Linked DNA regions of Ovis aries: region 2 is linked to region 1. The links are chromatin contacts, called in public Hi-C maps. All regions are on one chromosome and are shown on one strand. Each heading gives the region's core, a stretch centred on a gene start, on an enhancer-like site or on the middle of the called end of the contact. The rest is flanking DNA. Distances are from core to core; before and after follow the strand shown. Region 1 overlaps LOC114117305 (a long non-coding RNA gene). Region 2 holds the start of CD34 (CD34 molecule).

Region 1 (5,757 bases), core at 2,519-5,018:
GCCTTTGGATGAGAAGTTGAAGGCTTGGGTTGAGGATGGGATCTTGGTGTCACCATTTATTTACCAGCTGTCCAACTTTGAGAAATACAATCTCCCCCATTTTCTTGATTATACGTAATATAGCTATCATGGGAGTGCTTCTTATCTTCCGTACATTTTTTTTTTTGTCTTTCCAACACACAGGGTCGGGGTTACCCACGTTCTGCAGATGAAGTGGGATCCATCCACACCTGCCAAGGTTAAACCAGGGCTGAGTGGGGACCTGTGACTTGAAATTATCTCTAATTCCAGAGACTGGACTGTGAGGATGTTGATGGGAAAAGGAGAATTTTTAAAATGCAAAAGAGTGATAGACACCGTTCTCTTCCGGCTGCCCTGGGTGCCTGGAGTCCCACCCGCAGGCATGACCCTTCCGCCTCCCTAACTCCACAGCGACACTTCCTTAATATAGCTGGTGAAGAGGCAAGGGTTCAGGGTGGGGACCCCCGACAGTAAGCCTCACCTGGAGCCAGAACCAGAGGGGGCCTCACCCTCTTCCCATCCACATCCTTTGTGGTGTTCTTGAAAAACCAGATTCTCTGCTGTGGGGTTTCCTCTCCACCTTCAGCTGGGCAAAAGCATTTCCTCCTGTGTGTAGAGGGAGGCAGTGGTCCATACAGTCATTCTGGACGACCCCTCCCCAGAGCCCACCCACCATCAGGACCCTTGGGAGTCTGAAAGTGCCTCAACTTCCTCATCTGTGCTCCATTGTTCACTTTGCTGATAAAATGGTCGGAATGCTGGAGAGAAAAGGGCCTGGGTGCCAGAGAAATCTGGGTGCTAGTCCTTGGTAAAATGAAAACTTCTAGCAATACTATAACCGGTCTTGCCTCACCCCAGGAGAGTTGTGGTGAGACTCAGAATGGATACTGGCACACCAGGGCTTCGGGAAGTGTGAAATGCCTCACACGTTCACACAAGGCGCTGGGAACAACAGGGATATAAAAATGAATGCCATCTGGGAATCTTCCAGGCCGGCAGGGGAAATAAAAATGGCTATACACATAGTCAAAACATAAGACTGTGAGCAAGTGCTACAGCGTATACCCCAGGGGTACTGCCCTACCCCATTTCTGGAATGACAGAACGCGCGTGCATCTGGCTCACAGCTCACAGTCCTCCCCCAGCTGCACGGGCACTCTGTCCACACCATAGCTCTAGCCCAGTCGTCCCTGTCTCCAGTGAACCCCCTTCTTTCCATTAAAGTGGGTCTATGGCAGGGATATTTTTCCTCTTTTTTGGGGGGGGGATTAGTTTCCTATTGCTGCAGTGACAAATTACTACAAATGTAGTGGCTTAGCATGTATCTTACAGTTCTGAAGGCCCAAAGTCCAAAATCGGTCTCACTGGGGTTAAAGTCAAGGTGCCAGCAGGATTATGTTCCCTCTAGAAGTGCTAAGGGAGGACCCGTTTCCTGCCCTTGTCTGTTTTCTGGAGGGCACCTGCATTGTGCTTCCTCCGTCTTCAAAGCCATCAGTGTTGAGCTAAGTCTTCCTCACCTCGCACTGGCTCCAAGCTCTGTTTCCACTGACATACCTTCTGACTCTGACACGCTTCCCCCCTCCTTGTAAGGCCTCTTCCGATTACACTGGGCCTACGTGGCTAATCCAGGATAATCTCTTTAAGATTCTTAACGTAATCACATCAGTAAAGTTCCTCTTGCCGAGAACACATTCTCGAGTTCCACAGACTAGGTCCCGAGCATCTTTGAAGGGAGGCCACTTGGCAGGGGGAGGGGCAGAACTGGGGCCTCAGAACATTTTTCTAAGGAGAAATATCAAATGTTCAACTCTCTTTTTCAATCAAGAAGTGGGAATTTGCTGTGTGACACCGGGAGCTCAACCCAGTGCTCTGTGACCACCTAGAGGGGTGGGATGGGGTGGGATGTTCTGGAGGGAGTGGATGTATGTATACCTATGGCTGATTCATTGTGATATATGGCAGAAACCAATACAATATTGTAAAGCAATTGTCCTCCAGTTAAAAAAAAAAAAAAGAAGTAACATAGCAACTTCTCCTATAAATGTGACAAACTTTGCAGAAAAATATACCTCTGCCTTTCTTCCTGTATCCATTTAACATCAGATTCCCTGCTATGAGGGAAGAAGAAATAATGAAGAGCCACAGACATAGACTCCGCATAAAAGAACAGGGGGGAAGCTAAGTAGGTTGGGAAATTGTAGCATGTGCCTCACTGGGAATGGAAGTTACAGGCCTTTGGAATGATTAGTTGTTAACCATTGTTCACAGCTCTTCAGCTGTTCTACTCTGCAATCTTTTGGCGCCATTCATTTCTCAATATTCTTAAAGCATCAATAGAAACCTTGGCTCCTTTTCTTTACCACAAGAACTACCTGGAAAATAAAAAAATAAAATAAAAATGGTGCTTCTCTGATTGAAGTGGGCACATGGAGTCCCTCAAACAGTCCGTCAGATTCTAGGAACACGGTTTGAAATCTGTTTTGTGAGATCGTTTCTCTGAGTGAAATAACAAAAATAAGTTAGAAATTACCATTCAGAGCACTAGGGAAAACACCATGTTGAAAATTACTTCTTGGAAGCAAAAGCAAGGAACAGAGTATTCTTTCAAGAACTGGCTCTTGTTCTGAGACTTGATTTCCCCAGTTTTGCCACATAACATGGGTGCTTCCATGCCATAAGCCTTTAGTTACAAGAGTAAAGGGTCAGTGTGCAATATGTTGAAAAGTACATAGGTCCAGAAACCAGATGGGAGGAGCTCTGCCCGTTCATTCATTCATCCCGTATTTATAGAGTGCCTATCAAAGGCTTCCCTGACGGCTCAGGTGGTAAAACATCTGCCTGCAATGCAGGAAACCTGGGTTCGATCCCTGGGTTGGGAAGATCTCCTGGAGAAGGATATGGCAACCCACTCCAGTACTCTTGCCTGGAAAATCCCATCCATGGATGGAGAAGCCTGGTAGGCTACGGTCCATGGGGTCGAAAAGAGTTGGACAGGACTGAGCGACTTCACTGTATCACGGCCCCAGGCACAGTCTCGTGGTGGAAGGGGACTCCGGGTGAAGAGGCAGGGAATTGTGGCACCAGCTATCTGGCCGCGCTGTCGGACAGGGCTCTGTGCGTGAGGCACAGGGGAAGGCCTGGAGAGCTTTCCAGAGGAAATGGCGTGTGAGCCTGGAGCTAGAAGACAAGGAGGAGTTGCCCGCAGAGACTAGGGCTGCAGGAGGCCGGGCTCACTGGACCTGGCCAAGCCCAGAGATGAAGAGAGGCGAAGGGAGCGGCTCTGCAGCCGAGTAAGCAGGGGCTGATGATGCCCCAGGGCCTCGAGGCCCTTTGAAGGAGCTCGAACTTTCTCCCAAGAGCTAGGGGAACCATTACAGGGTCCCAAGAACTCACTGGAAAAGGCCCTGATGCTGGGAAAGACTGAAGGCGAGAGAAGGGGACGGCAGAGGATGAGGTGGCTGGATGCTATCACCGACGCGGTGAACAAGAGTTTGAGCAAACTCCGGAGTTGGTGATGGACAGGGCGGCCTGGCGTGCTGCAGTCCATGGGGTCGCAAAGAGTTGGGCACGACTGAGTGACTGAACTGAAACTAAGGGCTCACATGGTAGGGTTTGCTCCTTGCCAGCAAATTCAGTGACCTTGGACAACGTGCTCTCCCAGTTCTCCCATCGGTGTCTGGCTGATCCCTGGCGTCGTTCCCCGCTCTGACCTTGGGACTCGGTGAGCAGTAAGTCCAACTGGCCCGCCGGCCCCTCCGTTCCTGCGGCTCTCTCTGTACCATGGACGCGCCAGTGGCCCTCGCCCCAGGCCTCCCCTGCCCGGTCGGTGCGACTTCTGAAAATCGAGGCGGCCTTGCTCAGCTTGGAGCTGACAGGCGGTCGGTGGACCCGAGGACGCAACGTCGCGAGGCCAGCCGGGCGGCCAAAGCCGTGGAAGAGAGCGGCTCCGGGATTTAAGGGGCAGCGGCTGCTTCCTAAATTTAGGAAGAATAATTCTTCCTAAAAGCCCCCCGCGCCACCGCAGGCCGCTGCCTCTGATCGCGCCGCTGGGGCCTCGGAACACGGCGGCCGGGTCTCCGCAGGGCGGACACCGGCCCTCCGTTCCCGCTCGCGGACCTCAGAGCCAGCCCTCCCGGGAGAGTGGCCCGGGGTAACCTCCACAGCCAAGGCCGCCGGAAGCGCGGCTCTCGGGCGCGGGGCCCGGGGCGGCCTCGGGTGTGCGCAGGCGCGGGCCGGGCGCGCCCGGGAGACGGGGCGCGAGCGGCCGGCGCTCCCGCGGCCCGCGGGCGCCCCCCAGTGGAAGCTGGGCACCAGGGCACCCCGCGTGCGTCCATATGCGGCCGGCGCTGGCCGGGAGCGGATGGCAGGCAAACCCCAGGCCGGGAGCCCAGCCAAGCGCTGTGTTTTTCCAGGTCCGCGCGGGGACCGGGAGACTGCGTGTTTGTTCGGTGGGAATAGTTTACTGGAAAACTAGGCGGAAGATACCCTGCAGATCAGCATGGACTGTATTGTTTGGGAGTCAACAGCCTGTAAAGTACATGTCAGGAGACTGCAGTGCTGGGAACCACCGCTCCCTCCTCCCTGACCTTGAGCGAGGCTCTAGGGGAGGACGGGGGAGGCAGCGGGGTGCGGTGGGGCGGGGTCAAGACTTAGAAGTGACTAGCCTATTGTTGTTCAGTCGCTCAGTCGTGCCTGACTCTTTGCGACCCCATGGACTGCAGCACGCCAGGCCTCCCTGTCCTTCACTATCTCCCGGAATTTGCTCAAACTCATGTCCATGGAGTCAGTGATGCCATTCAACGATCTCATCCTCTATCATCACCTTATCCTCCTGCCCCTGTTTTTCCGAGCATCAGGGTCTTTTCCAATGAGTCAGTTCTTCGCATCAAGTGGCCAAAGTATTGGAGCTTCAGTCTCAGCATCAGTCCTTCCAGTGAATATTAAGGACTGATTTCCTTGAGGGTGGGCTGGTTTGATCTTGAAGTCCAAGGGGCTCTCAAGAGTCTTCTCCAACACCACAGTTCAAAAGCATCAATTCTTCGGCGCTCTGCCTTCTTTATGGTCTAACTCTCCCATCCCTACATGACTACTGGAAAAACCCTGGCCAGCCCTTAAATTCCACCCCCTAGGTCTATGAACTAGGGCTGACGCTCCCCTTTGCCCACCCCACAAAGACATAATGCGTGTGGTCTAAGAACAATTCCAGAGAGGCAAGCTTTCTGCAAGGTGGGAGTGAAGATGGAGGGGCTGCTGGGGACTTGTCCAGTCATAACAATGTCTGAAGGGCATCCCACAAGGGGGGCTTAGCTGTGGAGAGTGAACCCCCACAGGACAGTGATCGTTGTGTGCCCAAGTCCACTTAGGCAACCACGCTGCACACAGTTAGTTCTCTTGAAGTTCGTCGTTGCCGGCTAGCTAGGCAGGCCAAGTCCTCCCTGAGCCTGAGTTGTCCTTAATCTTCTATGATCCCTCCTTGTGCTTTTCTCCGGGAGTCAGTTTGCAATGTGTTTTCTCTCCTTGGAAATTCCAAGATTAATTACAAAAAAGCGTTACTGGCCTCCGCCCATGCTCAGTTCCACCTGTGTTTCTAGACTATGTGCTGGGAAACGGCTTCCTAAGGGCTTCCCTCCATTTTCATGTTCTTCCCACTGCTGAGTCTGTGCCTGGAGTTGGTGGGGGGAAAGCAGCTTCAGGCATGAAGGTACGAACTTGCCAAGGTTTTGCCACTTTGGGGGA
Region 2 (6,097 bases), core at 3,375-5,874, 48 kb before region 1:
ACAAATGAACACCTTTCTACTGTTCGGTGTTAGTGTCACTAGAATTTAAATAAATCCCTGTCCTCAAGGAATTTGTAATCTCATGGGGCAGACTAGAAAGGTTGTTAAGGATTGTCCTGAAGAAAGATCAGATTTAATTCTATGAGAGTTCAAGGAATAGAATTACAATCAATGACTAGAAGTTACAGAAAGGCTAGTTCCACTGCAATACCAAAAAAAAAAAAAAAAAAGCTAATAATCATAAGATTTTTCTTTAATAGAATAAACGACTCTGGGAGACAACAAGGTACCCGTGTTCCTGGGAGCATTCAGGAAGCCGCCACGCTATGGGTCTCGGCGGGTTTGGGTCATGTGTGACTGGATCAAAGTTTTAGGCTGATGCCTTCCTGTGCTACAGAGGCTAAGTTGAGGTGTGAGCACAAACCGAGAGTCTGTGGCCTGAGCGTTCCCAGGGTTCTGAGACTCCCCTTTAATGCTCAAATAGCACATCTTGGACCCCTATCCACTTCCTGGGGAACCTTAATACCGTGAGCTCTCTCAGGGGGCCTACGCTTCTCCCGGTCACCTCTTCCGCTTTCATCATTTCCAGGAACCCCTGTTTTATAGCTCTGAGCTCAGGCTTCTACACTGCTGTACCACGGGCTTGCCAGATACCCATTCCTTGATTCCCCCTACCCAGAGCAGCACTAACAGTGCTGCAAGGCCAGTGTGAACTGACTGGAGGTTTAAGATCATGCAGGGAGATTACAACACAACCCAGAAGAGACAACAGCATAGTCTTGAAATACCTGGCATTCCCGTGCTAAACAGCCGGGCCACACCATAAGGAATTTTCCCAGGCAGGTCTTTTCCACCCTGCACTCACTACCGTTCCCCTATTGCTCCAAGCACTTCCCTCCTCTCTCTATGCTTTCCTGGGCTCGGAGTCCTTTAGCCTTTTGTCTCTTGGGTTCATCAAATACAAAGTTCCACTTTATTTTATCACGCTCAGCAATTCAACTTCCTGTCTGTGCTAGGGTCCCGGTTTTCTCAACCAAAGACACGTTAGGGCATTTTCTTAAACAATGGAGCAGGCTACCTAGAGATGGTGCTCTCCAGGAAGGTAGCAGGGGTGGATTCTTTGCAGTTTTTTTCCCTCTTAAATCAGAAGCAGACTTCCCAGTGAAGCCAGAGGCCTTTTCCTTTATGTCCAAAGGGAAGTGATTCACTGTAGCAGGCTTTAGGGTGTATGTCCTGGGACACCACACACCCTGGTATATACCCCTCCTCATTTCTACCACATTCTCCCAAGACACATGCATCTTTCTCCCTAGCAAAGTCGAGGGCCCTTGAGACTAAAAAGTGTAGACACTATGTTTTTATTTCTTAGCTGAGGAAGGAAGAGAATGTTCTCATTAGGAAAGTCAAAGCCCAGAAAAATATGGAAATTCTGCCCTGGCAACTCTGAGCATTTTCTTTTGGATGATGGTGTTTTATTCCTTTTCCATACCTTCAGATTTTCAGTTCCCCACACTCGGGGCCATTTAGTGACATCCAGCAAAGTCAATGGGAGAGGGAGACCCAGGCACCCTCAGGGTGGAGCCGGGTAACCACCCCGCCGTGATCGCAGGCCTGTGCCCTCCTGCCCAAGGAGCTAAAGGAAATTGGGCAGCGAGGTGGTAAGAAGTGGAATTGTTGCTCCTTTTGATTTGCTTTTGTAAGAGTGCTAGGCCTGAGTTTATCTGCTGCAGTGTGGTCCTTCTGGCCCTGAGCTTTGGAAGACAAAGACTCTTCCAAAGGAGATGAGAACTAGCGAACACAGAGGCCCAGGAGGTGGAGCCAAAGGGATGAGAAAAAGATGCCCAGGCTCCTTTTATCAGTCAAACAGGAACGCTGAGGGAAACCTGCGTTTGCAGAGGCAGTGCCAGCTGGGCCGGCCCTAGGAGGGGGAGTGCTGGGGACCACGGAATTAGTCAGAGGTCCCAAGGCTGCTCCATCTCGGTCTCCATGTGGCAGCGAGTCAAGGGTGGAGTCTCTCCCCTCCGGAAAATATCTGATAAAATTCTTTTCCCTTTTCTTTTTTCCCCTCTTACACACAGCCGCAGACAGGATATGGGTGTGGGGTCAGCAGGCACGAAGGACCCAGAGGAAGAAGAGGAATGTGAAGGGGTGGGACACACTGGACAAAGAGGAAAGACAGGCCTGGAGGGCTCGGAGGAAACAGATACCCTGGGCCTGACAAGTGGGCTTCCCTAATTACCTGCAAGGTTTCTCCTCCCAGCTGGAGGTGTGATTCTGGTCACACACACACATGCAGGTCAGACCCCACCCTGCCTCTGCTCACCCCACTGAGTAACCCTGTCTCCAACGGAGAAAGTCCACCCTGGTTCAAGCCCGGAACAGCTTCTCACAGGAACGGAAAAGTGACCTTCCCAGAACAAAGCTCCGGGACAGGAGAAAACTCCAGGCCTCCCTTCTGTGGGTGCCCTAAAGTTCACGGTAACCATACCACAGAATTTCTGCAACGTCCCTTGGTTAGCATTTCAGGTACAGCCACTCATTTCATCTACCCCACAATACATCAGAAAATGATTCCTGGTATTAAATAAAAACACACCCCAGAAAGTTCTTGGGGAAGGCATAAAGCTACAAACTGGCCTGAGCAGTGGGGCAAGACTGAGCGGAGGCACTCAGGCTCCGTTGCTCATCCCCAAAGAGGACACGCTGAAATTCTCTGTGTGTCTGCCCAGGGTTCTGCAGAGGTTAAATCACTTTCGCGTCCCCTCCACTGCAGGCCAAGGCGAGACTGAGACTGGCCAGCTGAGGAAATAAGAAAAGGGTGGGCCTCACTCGGCCGAGGACCAGGTCATCATGAGCTGTGAAGCCAAAGGAGCCTGGAGCATCGGTTAGGAATCCGAGCTGCCGGTCAACTCAGCTCGTTGTGAGGTACAGACAGCCCCCAAGGCCGTTCCCCCATTCTAGAGCTTCAACATCTTAGCAACAGCTTTTTCCCCGGCCCCAAACAGCACGTCTGGGTCCACCAAACAAGTCAACCCAGAGCCTAACAGAGCTTCCCCTGGCCTGGAGTCTCTCTCCAACTGGGTGGGCCCAAAGGGAGAGGCCTGGCTGGCTGACCCAGGTCACTCAGAGGGGCCATGGTGGGTGGCTTTTAGGATGCAATTAAGACTAGGGAATTGGGAGCCCGGGAGCCTGGAAGCAGAACCTGGAGCTAACAAGAGAATAATATATAACATTTAAATTCATCTGAGCTCCATGAGGTGAGACCGAGAGTGTTATCCCCAAATGAAAGCAATTACAAATATTGATTGCGTGCCTACCAATTTTTTTCTTTTCAACAGAAATGACAGCAAGAGCTTAAGAAGTATCCAGGCCTGCCTGGATAAGCAAAGGAGTGCACCCCGGTCTGCAGCTCTGTCCACTGGTTAGAACTTGGAGAATAGGGCACGGAAAGAAACCCCCCCAAATGCAAAGAGCTTGAATTTGTGCCGGGGTGAGCGGCTGTGATGGGGAGAGAGACAGCAGAGTACAGAGCAAATTCCAGTCACGCGTCCCTTCTCTCCAGCGAAGCAGGTGTGGATGCCCGGAGAAGGAGTCTTAACCCAGCTTTCCCATCTTAAATGCACTCGCACGGGCTCTTCTTCACTGCAAACTCCCCCTGTCACCTAGCTTAGCCTACCGCCCTGGCCTCTGGACCTCGGACCGGGCCTCACCCCAAGCGGGCTTGGCTCCCACTGCTTGAAGGTCCAGTTCTGGCTCCCCGTGTCCGGGTGGTACGTGGGCGCCAGCGCTCCCTTCCCAGCAACCGGCTCGGCTGCCGCTCGCTTTCTGAACCAACCATCAGCTACAAACTTTTCCTTTCCTTTCCTTTTCTTCTCTCCTCCCCTCTCCCGGATTCTGGCTCCAGCTCTGCGCTCCGCGCACCTTTGGCATCTCCAGAGCGCTTTATTTCAGAGAAGAGTCTCCCGGCCTGACTCCGGGAGGCCTGGGGCGCGCCGCCCGGTTTACACCTGGGCTACACTCAGGGGGTCCCCTTCCCGTCGCGTCCCACCCCCACCGACTCCCAGGTGAGGGGCCGGTCCCCAACGGGCTGTGTTGGAGCGGCCTCAGTCCCACCACGCCAGGAGCTGCGGCAGTGGGCGTGGGCGCGGGGAGTGGGGCGGGGGGTCCCCGGGGCGGGGGTCCCCCTGGTTCCGCGGTCGCCTCCACCCGGCGCGCTCTGCCCCTGGGAGAGCGCCGACCCTCCCGGCCGCCCAGCCGGGCGGGCCGGGCGCGCGGCCCGTACTCACGCAGCAGACTCAGCAGGCAGAGCGCGGTCCAGCCCCGCGCCATCCCGCGCCCCGCGCGCGCGCCCCTGCGGCCCAGCATCGTTCCCGCGGCGACCCCGGAGAGATGCGCAGAGCGCGAGACACTGCCTGGCCCGGCCGGGACGCGCGGCTCCCCGCCCCTCCGCCCGAGCGTGGGGTGGGCGAAACGCGCTTTTTCCCCTCCCCTCCCTCTTCGGTCCTGGCACGGCCAGCCCCTCTCCTTGGCTGCCACTAACGTGAGCTTTCCGCTTAGTCCCAAAGGCCGAGGAAGTTAGGAGCGAGGCCGAGGTTGCCGCTGTCGAGGCCAAAAAAGGTTTTGTAAGGGCCCCCAGATGCCTTGTTCAACTTGATAGAGCGACCCCAGCTTCTTCAAGCTCACTTCCACTGAACTTTTAACCCCTTGGTGTCAGCCTTACAGGTATCCAGGTCAGGTTTCCTCATTTTTTTTTTTCTTTTTCCTCATTTCCTTTCCTTTTTGTTTTCCTTGGTTTTTAAGTTTTAAGCTGAGAACAATCTTGCAGAAGGAATCTACTGGTAAGGACCTGAGTTTACAAGTGTGAGCATTTTTGCTAATCAGGTAAAAACAGGGAAGCCAGGCAAAACGTACCCCGTGTTAAACCTGATGCAGACTGCGATGTGTGGTAACGATGCAGAAAGCCTGAGCAGGACACGTAAATGACGGTAATTGTTCATTTTGTCCCCCCCCCCCCCACCCCTTACAAGATTTGTTTATTTTAATTTGGAGGGTTTTTATTTTTCTCCCTGTGACCGGCCCTGCTTTCTCACATAGTTTGATCCTGTCGCCAGCATCATAAAGACAAAGAACTCCACTAGCACCTGGGATGCTTTCTCCCCAGTCACCCCAGCCCCCTCTCCAGTCCTGGGGCTGAGACTCTAGGGGCTCCATCCTGATCTTCTATCAGAAAAAAATACTTCTCCTGACTCCACCACCTTTTACCTAGTTGGTCCTGGAGCTCCCATACTCCTCAGGAGTTGTTCTGGATGTTGGTAAACTGAATTACTGAACCTGGGAGCTAGGAGGTCAGCCTAGTTACAGACCTGATTATGGGGATGGAGATGGAGGGATAGAGGAGCCTGGAGGAGCAGATGATGGCACCCGGAGCGGGGAAGAGAAAGCACAGTCTTGGAGACCATGCTCTGAGATCCTGAGTGGGCTCGCAGGATTACAGATATCCAGTCCAGTCTCTTCCACAATGACTGCAGCACCGAGCCCAAAGGGACAGAAAGCCCAGCACCCTCAGCTCCTCTCTGATTTCCTTCTCTGCAGAGACCCCCCTGGCATTATGAGAGTGGAAGCGGGTCCAGGTCTAAAAGCAAAACCCAGAACTTCCACTGTGGTCTTGTTGCCCGACTTTCCTTGACAGAGGAAATGAAGCCTTGCATCACAGAAGGAGGCCAAAGCCTCCCGAAGCCGACTTGGTAGCACGTGTGGTGGTGCTATGACTCTGATAGAAAGCACAGATGGGAATTCACATCTGACCACACTGACCACACCGTGATCTCAAGGGCCTGCAGATGGGGACAGAAAGTGCTACAAGACACATTTTAAAAATCAGGCTTTTGTCCTTGGAACTCCGAGTAGACAGAGAAAAAGAGTTGCCCTCCCCAACCTGGACTCTCTCAGCTCCAGGAAACGGGACTGCTTTACCCCCAGTGAGAGGAGGTGAATAGAATGGGAGGTTGGAAACCCCGTGTGAAAACCAATTTGTCTCTCTTGGCTCTTCCTTCATCCTCAGTAAATTCTTCTGGTTACTTTAAATGCCCTTTGTCTG

The links. A called contact is a pair of places that touch in the nucleus more often than the background predicts.
Region 2: a contact with region 1 is called in a Hi-C map of tail adipose tissue, with 3 times the contacts expected there. The contact joins the promoter of CD34 here to the enhancer-like site in region 1. A contact is called at or near these places in 9 of 16 Hi-C or Micro-C datasets (blood, liver, mesenteric adipose tissue and 5 more).

The regions. Positions count from the first base shown.
Region 1 is chr12:74,844,547-74,850,303 of ARS-UI_Ramb_v3.0, reverse strand. It overlaps LOC114117305 (a long non-coding RNA gene), which reads left to right. Exons shown (of 2, transcript XR_003591021.3): 1 at 1-3,749. Among named protein-coding and RNA genes, the nearest start is that of CD34, 47 kb to the left of the region's middle. Within about 2 kb of position 3,768, at least 30 of the 54 cell types and tissues checked have an H3K27ac peak or open chromatin away from gene starts, as enhancers often do. A contact at or near this core is called in liver, muscle and tail adipose tissue, where this site is marked.
Region 2 is chr12:74,893,328-74,899,424 of ARS-UI_Ramb_v3.0, reverse strand. CD34 (CD34 molecule) reads right to left here and starts at 4,624. Exons shown (of 7, transcript XM_060396222.1): 1 at 4,541-4,624. It overlaps LOC132657485 (a long non-coding RNA gene), which reads left to right and starts at 2,828. Exons shown (of 4, transcript XR_009595767.1): 1 at 2,828-2,925; 2 at 3,339-3,570; 3 at 4,882-4,985; 4 at 5,095-6,097.